2 separate regions of the Hordeum vulgare genome follow, and region 2 is linked to region 1. Evidence: chromatin contacts called from public Hi-C data. All regions are on one chromosome and are shown on one strand. The core of a region is the stretch at or near the end of the contact, and the rest is flanking DNA. Distances in the headings are between cores, read along the strand shown.

The links. Hi-C and Micro-C count contacts between places; a contact is called where the count stands out from the background.
Region 2: a contact with region 1 is called in a Hi-C map of seedling, with 5 times the contacts expected there. The contact joins the promoter of LOC123409249 here to the promoter of LOC123409055 in region 1. A contact is called at or near these places in 2 of 6 Hi-C or Micro-C datasets (leaf and seedling).

Annotation. Positions count from the first base shown.
Region 1 is chr1H:37,730,728-37,734,653 of MorexV3_pseudomolecules_assembly, reverse strand. It overlaps LOC123409055 (L-type lectin-domain containing receptor kinase VIII.1-like), which reads left to right and starts at 1,255. Exons shown (of 1, transcript XM_045102074.1): 1 at 1,255-3,926. The coding sequence starts at 2,200.
Region 2 is chr1H:38,010,308-38,014,067 of MorexV3_pseudomolecules_assembly, reverse strand. It overlaps LOC123409249 (dihydrolipoyl dehydrogenase 1, mitochondrial-like), which reads right to left and starts at 2,208. Exons shown (of 2, transcript XM_045102226.1): 1 at 1,766-2,208; 2 at 1-435. The coding sequence starts at 2,032. It overlaps LOC123409150 (hydroxyproline O-galactosyltransferase GALT3), which reads right to left. Exons shown (of 7, transcript XM_045102149.1): 4 at 3,731-3,760; 5 at 3,235-3,411; 6 at 3,048-3,155; 7 at 2,474-2,948. The coding sequence ends at 2,742.

The DNA.
Region 1 (3,926 bases), core at 6-2,505:
CATGGATATCCTTTCCATCCAGCTGTTCACGTGCCCGATCCAGCTCAGCCTCGCGAAATCTAGTCCATGCCCATCCACGCACGCACATACGTGGCCAGCGTGCGCCCGCCACACCACCTCGCCGGTCCACGACGGGCCACCGGCCCCGGCCCCCCGCCCCCGCTCGCGCGCCGCGTTTCCTACCGTTGCAGTCGACGGGCATGGGTCGCGCCGCCGCCGCCGCCGTGACGGCTACAGCAGACCGGTGGGTGGCGCGGCAGTCGGCGTCGTCGCACCCGCACCTGGACCGCATCGCACGAGGAAAAACGCCACGGCCGTAAAAGCTCGCAACAGAGTAACAGACCGCTCCTCGTCCTGAGCACACTAGTAGTACGATCCAAATCATCTAAGAACAAAAGGTAAACTATTTACGCCCTCCCCTTTGCACCCACTGATCTGATCTGCAGTGTCCCCTTTGCACTCACTGATCCAAAATGGCATGCAACGTAGTCCAAATAGAAAGCAGAAGCTCCAAAGTAAAGCATGATAAGTACTCTCTTCGTTTCTAAATATAAGTTTTTTAAAAGTTTTCACTAAAATACTATATACGGGTGTATAAACATACTTTAGAGTGTAGATACACTTATTTTGCTCCGTATGTAGTCCCCTAATGAAATCTCTAAAAGGACTTATATTGAGGAACTGAGGAAGTAGAACCAAAGTCTGCTGCTAATTCTTGTTAGTTCCAAAGTAAAGCACTAAGTAGAACAAAAGTTTGCTGCCAATTCTTGTTTGTTGTGTAAAATGAAGCGGATAAATATGTTCTTCTAAAGATTCTTTATGCTTTGGTTTGCTTCTGAACTTCCATGTTAGCCTGTTAGTTTTTATTCCCTTGATTTTTAAAATTTTGCTGGTAGATTGGCTAGCAGAAGAAACAGTCAGTATTTTTTTTAAATCTTGGACTGTATGACAAAGCTATTTGACTAAGTGGTAAAACTGTAACAAGAATCTCTCTTCTTTGTATGCTAATGTATTATTGAGGATCTAGCGGTGAAGCCATAGGGTAAAATAGCACAGGAATTCATGGAGTTTTTTGAACTAGATTATTTAACATGATTTCATGCATATATTTATTTACCTGTTCATGTACTCCCTTCGTCCGAAATTATTATTATAGGTCACCGCTAATCTAGATACATCCATTCTTATGATAAGTATTTTCAGACGGAGGGAGTTATTATTAAAGGTCACCACTTATGTATTCCTATTCCTGTTAGGTTGGTATAGAAAATTTTCTGACTGGGGATCAAGGCTTTAATGTTACTACTGGAGCAGTTTGTACATTTTTTGACCTTCTTTACTGGACATAAGGGGGAATAGGGAGGCCATCCTAGTAGATGACTATACATGTGGGTGTTTGCGTGTACCATCATTGTATTTAGGGTTTGAGGCGCTAATCTAGATGTTTTTTTAAATGTAATCTAGATGTTCGTTACCTTGATGTTCGATGGAGAATAAATTGTTATTTCTGGAGCGGCGGTCAATAAACAGAGCCCTTCAGTGTTTACTTGGTGCATGAGAAGTTGTATTTTCTTCGGAGTTGTCATGCCGGCATAACCTCAGTTGAACCAAGAGCTGTGGCATGCGTGCTTCAGCGGGTTGATTGATAAACTCGAGCCAACAAGGGAGCGGATGTTTCATCGCCGCCTCTGATGGTAAGCATGATCATTTCTATCTCGGTACTGGTGTCACAGGAGCAGGCCTGTGCATTAACAAGTATGCTTTGTTAAAAATGTAAACCTGCCTGTTGCGATATCCGAGAGAGTTCTGCTGCCAATTTTTGTACTGTACGTACTACGTTGTGGTTTTGTGCATATACTTGCGTCGACTCGTCACCTGTGGTAAGTTGTAAATTGGTCTTGTCTAAGCAGTGCCCGCTCCTGTCATCAAGCAGTACATGAGTGCCCTCCGTTCCTAGTGATGCATGGAGATCGGTACTGATGAGCAATTATCACCCTCACTAAAGCTGTGGCGACAGCAGGCGTCAGTGCGGACTTGCACCGTGAGTACTTTCCACGAGTCAAGGTAAAAAGATCCACAGGCTAAAACAACAATATGGCATACAGGATAGAGATGAGAGGCGAAGGCAAGCCGAGCAATGCGTCCGCATCGCTGCGCATGATCCTACTGCACTACTGCTGTGCTGCTTGTTGGTGCTGAATGGTGTTGGTTTCGGCCTCAGCTGCTCACGCGCGCGCTCCCCCCACCACTCTGACTCCGCCACCCGCGGCCACCGCACCGCTCTCCTCCTCCACCCTACCGTTGCCTCGCCACAACGCCACGGCCACCCAGGTCGCGCGCACGTGTCCCCGCCTCATCTCCCACCTCACCTACTCTCTCCCGGTCGGCCTCAGCTCAGCTCACTCCCCCCCGCGCTCCAGCCCATGTAAATGTCTCGCAATCCCCACGCCACCTCCAATGCCGCCCGCAATGGCCACGCTCACCACGACCGCCCCTCCTCCGCCCCTCATCCTGCTCACCACCCTCCTCCTCCTCCTCCTCGCTGACGCCGCCGCGGTGCGTTTCGACTACGCGACCCTCACCCTCGCCACGCTCGAGCTGCTCGGCGACGCGCACCTCAACAACAACACCATCCGCCTCACGCGGGACCTGCCGGTGCCCACCTCGGCATCGGGCCGCGCGCTCTACGCGGCCCCCGTGCGCCTCCTCGCGGGATTCTCCACCAGCTTCGCATTCACCGTCACCACGCTCAACCGGGGCTCCGTCGGCGGCGGGCTGGCCTTCGTCGTCGCCCCCGACGCCGCCTCCGTCGGCGACGCCGGGGCGTTCATCGGGCTCGACCCCGCCGCCGACGTCGCCGTCGAGTTCGACACGCTCATGGACCTCGAGTTCGGCGACGTCAACGGGAACCACGTCGGCGTCGATCTCGGCAGCATGGTCTCCGCCGCCGCCGCCGATCTGGGCTTGGCCGGGGTCGAGCTCACCAGCGGGCGGACCGTGTACGCCTGGATTGAATACTCGCCGGGGAAGGCCATGGATGTCTTCGTGTCCTACTCGGCCAAGCGGCCCGCGGCGCCGGTTCTGTCCACGCCCGTCGATCTGGCGGGCTATGTCAAGGAGCAGGCTTTCGTCGGGTTCTCCGCGTCCACGCAGGGGAGCACGGAGATCCACGCCATCGAGTGGTGGAGCTTCTCTACCCCGTCGCCGCCTTCCCCGGCGCCGTCCAAGCCGCCGCCGGTAGCGCCCCCTCCGGCGAGCCCCATCAACCCGACGCTTCCATCCACTCCGCAGCTCCCGGGCATCACGCCGCCGGCGACACCAGCGACGGTTTCGGCACCGCCGACCAGCTCAGTTACTGCCGCGAGCGCCCCGGCCAATTCGGTTTTTCGGAAGAATGCCAAGACGCCGCACCCGCCTGCACATGGGGCCGTGGCCGGCGCCGCGACGGCGGGGGCGGTCGTGGCGGCGTCGTTCGCGGGCTTCGCGCTCTGGGCGCTCGCGCGCCGCGCCAAGGCCAGGAAGCGGGACGCCGTGGCGGTGGCCACGAAGCGCGACAACGTGGCGTCGGCGGCGGCCATGGCGCGCTCCCCGCGGGAGTTCTCCTACAAGGAGCTCAGCGCCGCGACGCGGGGCTTCGACTCGTCCCGCGTCATCGGCAACGGCGCGTTCGGCGTCGTGTACAAGGGCATCGTCCCGGACACGGGCGCCATGGTGGCCGTGAAGCGGTGCACCAACGCCAGCGCCGACGGCGCGCAGGCGCGGGCCGAGTTCCTCTCGGAGCTCTCCATCATCGCCGGCCTCCGCCACCGCAACCTCCTCCGGCTCCAGGGCTGGTGCTACGAGAAAGGCGAGATCCTGCTGGTCTACGACTACATGCGCAACGGCAGCCTGGACCGGACCCTCTTCGACGCCGCGTCCCCGGCCCT
Region 2 (3,760 bases), core at 959-3,458, 280 kb before region 1:
AAGACGATTCCAGACTGAACCCATTTCCAGGCCAATGTAACCAGCTCCAATGACAACCATTTTCTTTGGGATACCCGACAAGCACAGGGCACCAGTAGATGAAACAATCTTCTTCTCATCGATTGTGATCCCAGGAAGTGATTTTACATCAGATCCAGTGGCAATGATTATGTTTTTTCCTTTGACAACAGTGTTACCACCATCAACCAAATCAACCGATACTTCTGAAGGGGAGGTAAGTTTCCCAAAGCCTTTGACATACGTCACTTTGTTCTTCTTAAAGAGGCCTTCGATTCCTTTTGTTAATCCGGCCACAGCCTTGTCTTTCTGCGCCATCATGGCTGGGAGATCCACTTCCAGGTTAGAGATTTTCACTCCATGGTGCGCAAAAGAAGTCTTTGCTTCATGGTACATATGAGAAGAGTGCAACAGAGCCTGGCGGATCAGAACCATGGAAGGGAGTTAGAAGTGTTCCCAATAAGCACATCTGCAAGGATATATCACCAACGTAGATAATTCTCTAGGTGTACTTGTTCACATAGAAGAAATACATCAAATGTTTAGATTCCAGATAAAGTTGTTAATCTTATGCTAAGAGAATCCTAAGCTACAACATAAACCTTATGTAGGAGCTATACGGATGATAGGCCTGTAGAGAAAGATGTTGTGCACATATATTAGTAATATCCAACCTTGCAATAGTGTATCCAACTATGCTAGAGTTTGCATCCAATTAGGAGTCTTTGTCTTGGGAGTCAAATTATGTTGTTGACTTTGTATGTTAGGATATGGTTCCAGCTGTTACAAACTGGACTTGCTGTTCAGTGTAATCGACTTAGAAGGTTCATATGGGGGATGTATCCTATTGTAAGAGGGAAGCAAGAAATGAACTCTTTCCGTTCTACTCCCTCCGTTTTTAAATATAAGCCCTTTTAAAGATTTTAATAGGGCTTGTATTTAAAAACGGAGGGAGTAGTTGGCTAGTTGCCATCCCTACCCATCTAACTTCTCCATCTATCCCCACTACGTCACTTCCTAGCCAATCTTCCTACCTTATGAGAAGTTGAGTTACCGTGTAGATGTTTATGTCGAACAAGAGTAAGTTTAGCTTGTATTGTAGTATAGCTTAAATCATATATTTGAAATATAGGAAGGATAAACATGTACTCCCTCCGTCCCAAAATAAGTGTCTTAAGCTTAGTATAATTTTATACTAGAGCTAGTACAAAGTTAAGACAGTTATTTTGGGACGGAGGGAGTAGTACAAAGATGTTTCACTCTCACATATAAAGATTTGACTTAATGCTTTTGTTTCAGCAGGAACAGTGTTCTGGTCAACTGTTTGGGGGGATAAGTGTGGAAAACCCTTCGCCATTTAGGACGTACTCCTACTATAAATTCTGTTGACAAGGCAAAAAAAAAAAAAAATAGACCCGTTTAACTGATTGCAGATGAAGCCCTCGCAAGTGCGTGTATACAGAATTTATAAGGGTGCAAAATCTAACTGGAACCAGAGTTAGCTATAAAGCAAACAAAAATAATCTGCTCAGACGATGCTTACTAGAAGTTGGAATAACAAATATATATAAGCCTTGTTAGTTGTTACCCAAGGCCGCCAAGGCAACGAGAACCAACCAAACTCGCATCAATTTCATAATAGAAAAAGCAACACCACACGAGCTACAAGGAACGACAAGAGGCTAACTAATAGCCATGCATCACACAAACAAATGGGGAGGGCGTCGTCAGTCAGTCAATGAATCACCTTGGAGGGGATGCACCCGACGTTGAGGCAGGTCCCGCCGAGGGTGCCCCGCTTCTCGATGCAGGTGGTCTTGAGCCCCAGCTGCGCCGCCTTGATGGCCGCCACGTACCCGCCCGGGCCGCCGCCGACCACCACGACGTCGCTCTCCTCCGCCGCCGCCGCCGCCGCGTACGCCCTCCACGCCGACAGCGCCGCCGCCCCGGGGGCGTGCGCCCGCCGCGCCACGGCCTCCGCCGCCCTCCGCCTCGCCAGGATAGCCAGCGCCATCTCTCCCTCTCCTTGCGCGCTTTCTGAGGAGGAGGAACAAATGGGAGGCGCCTATGGCGTGGTCTGCTCGATAAATAAAAGTTACTATTTCTTCGTTCTCTGTGCTACCGGGCCGTACGTTGGGCCGAGAGGGAAGTCGCTGGCTGTGAGCCAGCGCCCAATCCTGCAGAGGATATGCCGCTGCCCGCTGCAAGCATTTGTAGACCACTGCTGGGATCCTGGGGAGGCTCTGCCCCCACAAGTCAATTCATTTTGCTATCTCTACATCTCTATCACAACCACTAAAGAAAATCACATGCTTCTCATTCGATCAATCTGTTCCAACAGAGGCATTTCAAAAAGAAAGGGAAAAATCTACTCAGGTTATAAATTGAAGTTATGCACATGGTTTTATTTGCCATTAACTTCGTCGCTGGGAACAAGCATATGGAATGCTCGAGATCTCTAATTTGTAAGTATTTCATATCTTTCAAAGACTCGTATGAGAACAACAGACGTATTTTACATGGACCAACACTCTCTCTTCCGTGAAACGAAACCGTTGATCAGACCAAAAAAAGATGATCGCCGATCGTTACAACTGTTACACGCCTACTTCCCACAGCATACTACAACAACAACAACAACAACAACAACAACAACAACAACAACAACAACAAACAAGACTAACTAATCTACCACGTCCTTGCTCGGACGGCCCCATCCAAAGTTATTCACAGCACACTGCTTGAGATTCCTTCTGGAGCTTCTCCCACAAGCACAGCATGAGCCTCGGGCTCTGATAGTGGGCGAGCACGTAATCAGAATCGCATCCTTCGTTGTAGAAGCGCTCGTCGTTGGCGTAGTTCACTTCCTGGCCGCTCTCTTTGTATTGCTGGATCCATATTCCCATCGCCACATCCTCAAGCTTAAATAGCTGAGGCAGCAACGAGGAAAATCAAGAGAGTTGTCGATGGGTAAACACAAGAAAGAAGTTTATGAACGCATTGCGATGCGAGTTGGTTTATCTTCGAACCTGAAGCGTTCGCTCTAGGTGACCTCGAACCACAAACTTAGCAATGTCCCTTGAAATTATGTATCCCGGACCATGAGCCCATGGCGGATATGTTTCAACAGGCCATTCCTGCGTTCCTCGGGGGTAAGAAAAGCAGCCTAAGAATGATATCTGCGTGCAGGGCAGGGTAACTGGAAACATGCCGTACCTTTGGACTGATAAACCACTTGCTATCCTTGTCTCTGTGTGGTGAAGACTGGAAAGACATAAGACCATACAAAAGACCACGGGGGTTGCTCTTCTTCAGGCTAGACATGACTTCATCAATCCTAACAAAAGCATCGTCATCTGTTTTCATGATGTACTTTGCAGGCATAATTTTGGTCTGCAAATTTGTAGACAAAATATAAGTTTATGTTACCAGGATGTGAATATATTGCTAGATAGTAGATACAGGCTATAGCCCATATCTGGAATTTGAGAAGGCGCTAAACCATGGTGATTTCAGGTTTACTTAACACATACAACATGTATAATAAGTAAACCATAACAAAGGTGTTTGTATCCAGTAAATAACATAAGTTAATAAACCGTGGTCTTCCAAAAACCATTGTAATTTTGGAGTATTTGAAGATCTAGTTATGGTCTACAGAGCAAGGAAAATGAAGTTCTTATAAGCTGCAAACCTGAAAGAGAATACATACCCCAAACATACAAATTGCAACAGTCTTCAG